2 separate regions of the Sus scrofa genome follow, and region 2 is linked to region 1. The links are chromatin contacts, called in public promoter capture Hi-C maps. All regions are on one chromosome and are shown on one strand. Each heading gives the region's core, a stretch centred on a gene start, on an enhancer-like site or on the middle of the called end of the contact. The rest is flanking DNA. Distances are from core to core; before and after follow the strand shown. Region 1 holds the start of ATP1A1 (ATPase Na+/K+ transporting subunit alpha 1). Region 2 overlaps MAB21L3 (protein mab-21-like 3).

The links. Promoter capture Hi-C pulls out the DNA fragments that hold promoters and counts their contacts.
Region 2: a contact with region 1 is called in a promoter capture Hi-C map of fetal liver, with 4 times the contacts expected there. The contact joins the enhancer-like site here to the promoter of ATP1A1 in region 1. A contact is called at or near these places in 3 of 5 promoter capture datasets (fetal liver, fetal skeletal muscle and liver), 9 of 47 Hi-C or Micro-C datasets (brain, embryonic fibroblasts, fetal heart ventricle and 5 more) and 2 of 2 datasets of contacts at active chromatin or transcription factors (alveolar macrophages and skeletal muscle).

What each region holds. Positions count from the first base shown.
Region 1 is chr4:104,382,040-104,385,969 of Sscrofa11.1, reverse strand. It overlaps ATP1A1 (ATPase Na+/K+ transporting subunit alpha 1), which reads left to right and starts at 1,649. Exons shown (of 23, transcript NM_214249.1): 1 at 1,649-1,693. The coding sequence starts at 1,682. LOC106508382 (proline-rich protein 18-like) reads right to left here and starts at 1,522. Exons shown (of 4, transcript XM_021089985.1): 1 at 968-1,522. The coding sequence starts at 1,520.
Region 2 is chr4:104,573,221-104,577,152 of Sscrofa11.1, reverse strand. All of the region lies in intron 8 of MAB21L3 (protein mab-21-like 3), which reads left to right. Among named protein-coding and RNA genes, the nearest start is that of MAB21L3, 52 kb to the left of the region's middle. Within about 2 kb of position 1,987, at least 35 of the 83 cell types and tissues checked have an H3K27ac peak or open chromatin away from gene starts, as enhancers often do. A contact at or near this core is called in fetal liver, retroperitoneal adipose tissue and skeletal muscle, where this site is marked.

The DNA of each region.
Region 1 (3,930 bases), core at 400-2,899:
AGAAACAGTTTCTTCTAAGGAGCAAGACTTACCCTCATGGTCTAACTGATAGCACAGTTGCTAGTTTTCCCTCCTTTGTTTTTCATTCTTCCTTCCCTCCTCCATTTCTTTCAAGCTTCACACCTTTATTTATTCATGTTAAATTAATACTTGATGTCGACAGGACTAGTTTTAACTTGCTTAGGAAGTGAATGTTTTCTGTGTTTCTTGTTGGAATTCCCAGAGATATGGAGTGATTTTCTCCTGCAAATCTTGTGCTTTCCCAGAGTATGCCTGACTTCCTGAAAACATTGTTAATAATACTTTGTTTTTTAACTGTTGGAGACCTCCAGCCACTGCAGCCTCTGCAGAAGCTGTAGTGGGAGGAAAGCGGCTCAGCAGAGCCTGGCTAGGGCTCTTGGGCGGGTGGTCCTGGGCCCGTCACCACACTGCAGGCGCAGGTCCCTCACAGCACCCACTCCTAGGCAGAAAGAGGTCCTGCTATGTCAGAGGGCAGGCAAGGAGAGGCGTGAGACAGGCCCACTAATAGTCCCTCTCCAAGGATCCCCTTTTGCTAAAGATATTGGGCTTCAAGTATTCCTTCTCTCAAAAGCGAACCCCCAATCTGGACAAACAACTTTCATTCACACAGTGGCATGAATGAATTCACTGCAGGCCCTTTGGATTGACATTTGGGGGTCTTGAAGGCGGCGGCGGCGGCGGCGGCGGCGGGGGGGGGGGTCTTGGGACCTCTGGCAAAGCCAGCTCAAGCCCTATGGGTTGTGGATAACGGAGACCCCAAGACCAGAGAAGGCATTCAGAGGGGCACCAAAGGACTGGCTGGGAAGGCCATCCGCAGGTGGACGCGGGGCCTGGACTCCGCAGGAAGGCGGAGTCCCTCCTGCGGGCGCTGGCTGCAGGCACACCCAACCCCCACCCCCCCATCCCCGCGCTTCCCTTAGTCCCAGAGGAGCTCCCGGATACCCACAGATGCTCCAGCGCGTGGTTTCTGTCCCAGGTCCACGGAGATTCGGGGGCCCAGTTCTGCGGACGTCCCCGCACCCACTGCGGACCTTGCGTGCCCTCCAAAGCAGGCGGGTCACGCAGGGAGGCAGGAGGAGGGACGCGAGAGCTGCAGGGCCGCCGAGTCCCCGCTGCCCAGCGAGTCGCCGCGCCCCGCAGTGGCGCAGCCGCCGCCTCTCGGGACTTGGGCACGCGCGCCCCAGGCCCCGGCGCCCTCCTGCCGGGAGCCCCGACCGGCCGCAGCCGGCGCGGCCCCGGGCCTGCGGGGGTGGGGTTTGAAGCGGGGGCGGAGTCAGGCCCGCGGCCGGTGTCAGGTTGCTCCGGTAACGGTGACGTGCCGCGGCGTGGGCGGGGCCAGCACGCAGGTTGCATATTTTAGGAAGTGAGGAGGAGGCGCGGGCTTGAGCTGCGGCGGGGTCTGGGGCGCAGAGCAGCGGCGGGAGGAGGCGGACACGTGGCAGCAGCAGCGGTAGCAGCCCCGGCGGCGGCGGCGGCGGCGGCGGCAGCAGCAGTGGCATCGGCCCGAGCCGCCGGCCGTCTTCCCTCCTTCCCGCCCCGCAGCAGCCCTAGCTCCCTCCTCTCCGCTCCCCCGGCCGCTCTTGCTTGGCCGGGAGCCGCTCTCTTTTCTCTCTGATTCTCAAGCAACAGGACCCGGCGCGGGACACAGACCACCGCCACTATGGGGAAGGGGGTGAGTGTCCAGCGAGCCTGGGGAGGGGTGCGGGGAGCCCTGGAGGGGAGGAGGAGGAAGAGGAGGAAGTCAGGAGGGCGACCGCAGCCAGCGGGAGGCGGAGGAGGAGGAAGCGGCGCGGCGCGGAATGGGTTGGCAGAGCAGAGAGGCTTAAAAGACGACGCACTTTGGAAATGGAGGGAGCGCTGTAATGAGGGGCGGGCGGGGGAAGGGAGAGCCGAGGGCCCGGAGCGGGGCAGCCCCAGGCGGTGCGCAGAGCCTGGAGAAGGACTGCGGGCCCCCGAGCCCGAACGCGTCGCGGGCCCTGGGCTCCTGGAGGCGGCGCTCGGGAGTCGCAGGCCCCGGAGGCAGAGGAAGGACAGCCGCTGGGCCTCCCCGGCTAGGAGCGGGCTGCCGGCGGCATCCCCAACCCGCTCCCTCCCTCCTCCCTTCCCTCCCTCCGCCCGCCCTCACCTCCCGTCTCTCGCCTTCCTTTTTCCCTCCGCCCTCCGTGCCCCGAGGAAAGGCGTGCTCCTCCCCTTCCCCTGGGGCGCTCTACCCGGCCCCTTCCCGGGCTGTAGTTCCCGCCGCGGCTCCGGCCTGGGCGATGGGGGTCTTCCGATGCGGGGGCGGCCTTAGGGTCCCAGGCTTTTTCTCCTGGAGGCGCCAGGGCTTAGCCAGTTGCCCGGAGAGGTGGCCGCCCTTCCCCAAAGGAAAAAACTGGCTTCCCCTTACTGCGGAGCCGGTCTGGCGGGCTGGTGCCAGAAAGGGTGTGTCTTCGCCCTAAGATGGCCTTTAAGGTATACTTTTGAGAGCTTTAATGGGCCCCTTTCCATTAAACACAGGATGCTCCCGGGAGGCAGCTGGAGCCACTGGTGTGGTCATCTTGAGGGTGGGGAGGGTATGTGTAAGTTTTTTAGAGCGATGAGGCAGGAAGGAGCACAAGCAGATCCACCCGGGCCTCCGGGTACAATAAACCCGAAAAAGAACGGGAGGCGGGGCAACGCGGTGGGAGCGCCCACCCGCGGAAGAGGGGTCGGAAGCAACGAGGGGTCCCCCGGGCCGGAGGAGCGGGCGCTCTGGGGATACCAGAACAACGGCTTGTTCCTGCATTTCTATAACTCGGGGCTGAGATAACCCGTAACCACAGCAGGAGACTAGGTCCTGGACTCCAGTGGGGCCAAGAGTGCTGTTGAGAAAAGTTTATACAAAATAACAGAAGAAAAAATGAGATAAAATGACCAGGTCATGAGAATACTAGTGGGAGAGCATCTGCTCCATTGTGTCCAGAGCCTGCACAGTCCCCGGCCCGTAGTAGGTCTTTGAAGGTTGGGCAGGCTCCTGGGTGTGGAGTGAGCGATGGGCAGAGAAGGAGGGTGCATTCTCTGGAAATGCCAAGTGGATTTTGAAGGAGGTCATTGAAAGGTTTGAACCTGGTAGTAAGGAAGAGTGGGAATGCACAACTTGTATCTTTTAAAAGCACCAAAGTGGAGGGCTGGCTCAGGTCAAGTAGCTGAAGGCAAGAGCTGAGTGCTAGCCTCTATACTGCCCACGGTGGAAACTGAGTTCGTGACTGTACTTGAACCACTCCATCAAATCCTAGGGCATTCCAGTAAACGAGCTCCTTAAAGCTCATTTCTGTATCTCTATCCCCTCAAAAAAAAAAAAAAACCCAGAAAAAAATCATGTTTTCTGAGCCACCTTACTGGTTTGGGGGAGCTGGAGAAATGGTAGATATGTCACCAAGGCCTAGGAAGGTGAAGTGCTTTGCTCAAGGTCAAATGGTTGGTTAGTGACACACCAGTCCCTGATTCCTCCCCGGCCTAAATACTCATTCCCTCCTTAACGTTGCCTTATACATGCAGAATTCTAAAGTTATTTTTCAGATGAAACTGGGGTGTTCGTGATGCTGAATTAATGGACCAGATGTTTGAGTAACTGGATTATATCCATAGACCTATATTTCCTTTTCATAACGGCGCACAGGCCCGGGAGTGGGAAAGAGAGCAACATGCCTGGGTTGTGGAGGTTTAAGCAGTTTCATCTTACGGATCCTCATCAAATGGCTAGTGGCTAGCAAACACAAAATTGAATTGTAATTGGTGAACGCAGGCTGATGTGCTGCTTAGCTGCTGGGTGGTTCGTATTTGGGGAACTCTCACAGATTGAGCATTAGGGGGTGGCTGTGTGTGTGTGTGTCTTTGTGTGTGGTGGTGGTGGTGGTGGTGGTGGTGATTCTCCTGGGATAAAGTTAACCT
Region 2 (3,932 bases), core at 738-3,237, 190 kb before region 1:
CAGTGCCTCTCCTGTTCTTATCAGAAGGGAGCTGGCAGACATTTGGTTCACAGGTAGCTTTTGAGTCAAAGAAAGGTCAGGGCCCAAGAGTCCCCTGAGCCGTGGCAGGACCGTGTCCCACTCTCTATCCCCTTCTGATCAGAGCCCCTGCCCCTACCCAGGAGGGGCTCTCCCCTCTCTAGTCATTCTGCCTCTGATTGGTCCCAGTGGGGAGCAGCATCACCCTCTGAGATGCCTCCAGGCTCCTCTCTAGGTGTCTGGAGACTGTACTCCTAGCCTCCACACTGCCCTCAAAGCTGGGAGACCTGGGGACCAGGGGGGCAGCGGGGGAGCTGTTACAACCTGTGACTATTTGGATTCTGATGGAGAGAGAGTCAGATCCTAGGCTGTTGATGGGCTGCTAGGAAAGAAGTACCAGTTCAAGAGGTGGATGTAGGAGATGGATTCTGCAGCCTGGCAGGGAGAGGCAGCTCTTGGCACCGGCTGCCAGAGGGCTGATGCAAAGTCACTCCCACTGCAGCAGTTCTGCGCTGCCTCGAGCTCCCTCCCCCTCAGCCCCTGGCTTCCCTCCCCCTCTTCAGCAGCCTGTGCCCAGGGTGTGACCTCTGTCCACGTGCTCTTTGGCTTAGACAGGGTGCCCACAGGTGGGGGCTCTCTTAGGATGAGGGAAATAATCAGAAAGCTCCATGACATCAGACAAATTGCTTAAGCCCTCTATGGCTGTCTTCTAATCTGTAAAATGGGGGTGGCAACAGTGTTAGGTGAGAATTAAGTGAGTGACTATGGAAAGCGGGGGCATGAGGGGGGTGGGATGGGAGTGGGTAGGGAAGACCTCTCTTTTGAGGTGTCTAGGCTTGGAAGAAGGGAGGGGCGATGCCCTGCACCCCTGGAAAGGATTCCCATGGTCAGTCCTGGCATTATTGGATGCATGCAGGATGCCTGGTGGACCCAGCCCAGGGCTGCCTCCCTGTCAAGGCAGGTAAGGGCCGCAAGCGTAGCCAAAAACCTATTCTCCCAGGACAGGACTTGCTTCTCCCTGCTTTTCTCTCATCTCTGAAATCTTTTCTTCAAGGTCAGTAAAGCTGAGAGCCCCTCCAGAATTCATCTCTGGTGAGAAGGGCAGCAGACCTGAGCTCTAAAAATAAACTTTAAGATGTTAAGTACATTTTCCACAACAATTCAGATCACGATTCTTTTTTCTTTCCTGGAGACTGTGACCTAGAGTAGAAACCATTCCGGCAGAGGAGGAAGTGTCAGAGGCTTTGCACGTGGGACCGCATTTGGATAGAGCGCCACTCTGCTCTGGGGCCCAGCCTTGCTAGAAGGACCTGCAGTCTTAGTGTTGAGAGGCTCCCTTCCTGTCCCACCCTAGCGGTGGGCCCGGTGCTCCCACCTGCCGCCTCTTCCCCATCTGAGCCCAGAGAACCCCTTGAGCTCTGTGGCAGCGCCTCTGTACCCAGAAGCCAGCAGGGCGAGGGGCAGGTGTCTTTGCTTTGTTACATTTCACTCTCCCCCCCGCCCCCAGCATGGTGCTCTCAGAGGTGGTGTCTGGGGACCACAGAGGCTGACTAGTTTACTGGAGCTGGGGCCACCTAGACAGGGCACACAGGACAATGCGGGGGCTGTGAAATGCCCGAGAAAAGGATCCGGTTCTGGATCTCTCAGCAGCACCGCAAGCCGAGTGGGACAAGCCGGCCAGGGCCCGCTGCCGTGAGGATGGCTTTCCAACTCCCTCTCATTGCAAAGCGAGAAAAGGTCAACGAGGCCCGGGATCGCTGCCCTGGCTTCAGCTCTCTTGGGGCATTCTAGACGCCGGGCGTGGCGGGGAGTGGGGGGTGGCGCGGGGGCGGTGGTGCTGCACCGGGTGGAAAGAAAGGAAGGAAGAAGGCGGGGAGGAAAGGGGGAATTAGTGGGAGGGAGGAGAGAAAGGAGGGAAAGAGAAAGGAAGGGAAGGCGGAGCCAGGGAAGGGGCGGGGAGAGGGCGACAAAGGCCGGGCTGCGGCTGGCGCTCCTGCGCTTTGATGCGCCCGCTCTGCCGCCGACCCGCGGTCCCCTCTGGGGCACCTGGAAAGGGGCTGCGGAAGCCGCAGGCGGGGTGTGGGTGGGAGAAGAAGACAGGCGCCCGGAAGAAAAACCAAGGGACCAGGGCACAGCGCCCGGGGCCCGGGAGGGTTTTATGGACGCCCGGCGGGGAGGGCGCGATCGGGCTCCCACCTGCGCCCGCAGCGCCGGGCTGCACCGCGGCGCATCCCAGCCGCCGCCACGCGGGCCCCGCCCCGCCCCGCCGGCTCAATCATCTCCCTTCTTCTGAAATTTTCTCCTGGCTTTCGATTGAATTGGTGGAACGTTCTCACCATTTCCTTCCTGGGGCTGAGGTTGAGGCCCGTTGCCTCCGCTGGAATGAAATATTATTGTTGTACTCTCGCCTCTCTCTGGTTTGGGATTTGAGGTGCATTCTCTCATAATTAATTTAGGTGGCTGTCACTGTGGTCACAGCTGGCCCAGGCAAAGAGCAGAACCTGAGAAAATTGAGACCAGGGAAGGGAAAAAATAACCACGGCCTGGACGGGCCAAGAAGAGAGCTTTATTAGCTTTGCCAGCTGCTAAGTGGCGGAGCCACCCGCGGGGCACACTCTTCTGCCCAGCACTCACCGCACCTCCTGAGGCGATAGCACCCAGCATCTACTAAGCATTGGTCACAATGCTTCACTTAACTCCCAGGGTCACCCTGTATATCATCTAGTATGAGCCCCCTTTTACAGGTCAGAAAACTACAATTCACAGTGGTTAAGTAACGTGCACTCTTTCAGCAGCAGGAAAAACTCACATTTGAACCCTGATCTCTCCTCGTATACCGCCGGATTATTTTCTTTGACTCCCAACACTCCCAATTTCCTCCATCCTCTGCTCTCCCTGTCACACCCACACTGAGGTTTCCCTGACTGATAACAGCCTGAAGTGTCCCCTTCTTCTCCACCCCCCCCATTTGCCTTTTGAATAGAATCTATTCCCAGGTCTTAAGGGAATAGATTGAAGTGACAGCCAGGAAGGTAAAGCAATGTTTGGGGGACACCAAGCCCTGCAGATGCCGGCCACCCCCTACCCCCCGCCAGCCCAGAAGAGGCCAGGTTCATTGCATGGTGGGCTCAGCTAGGCTTTGGGGGGTGCGTCTGGAGGAGGGGCAGAACCTTAGCTGAGAAGCTACTGGGGCCTGGCACATTCTGCTACATGCTTCACAAACATGACGCCTTAGTGCCTCACCACTACCCAGGAGGTGGCTGCCACTCTCCCCATCTCAGGGAAGGAAACCGGAGTGGTCTCAGAGGTGAAAGAAGGTGCCCAAGGAAATGATGCTAGGAAGTGCTTGAGCTGGAATCGAAACTCATTCATTCATTCATCCATTCATTCACTGTATTTTTACTCTTTAGTATTTTTGCTGTGTGTGGGGCTATAGAGACGAGCTGTAACCCTTCTCCCCTCCCTGCTTATGCTCACAAACAGGCAAGTAGATAGGAACGAATCACTACAGCTAGGTTTTTTTATGATAGTCCCCGGATGGGGGTACCGTGAGTGGACCACAAACACTAAATCGTGGCCAGTTCTACCTCGGGGCAGTGGGTGGAGAAGTGGGAGGGGGACAGGAAAAATAGAAAACCTTCTCGAAAGGGACCTATGCAGCCTGGCCTTTTTCTTCCCCTCCCCCGAATGGCCTCCACAAACATTGATGGGGGGAGGGGCCTCTTTAAATTCCCCCGACTCCTCTGCTCTGGGCCACCTGACTTTACTGTGGCATCCTGAGGATCATTAGATCATTGTGAAGTGCCGCGTATTTCTTGGTATATTTGGACAGCCCAAATGTACAGAAATCGTCCTTTTTTTCCCTGCTTTCCCAGTTCAACAGATGAGTTTAAAATATGCTCAACCTGAAGAAC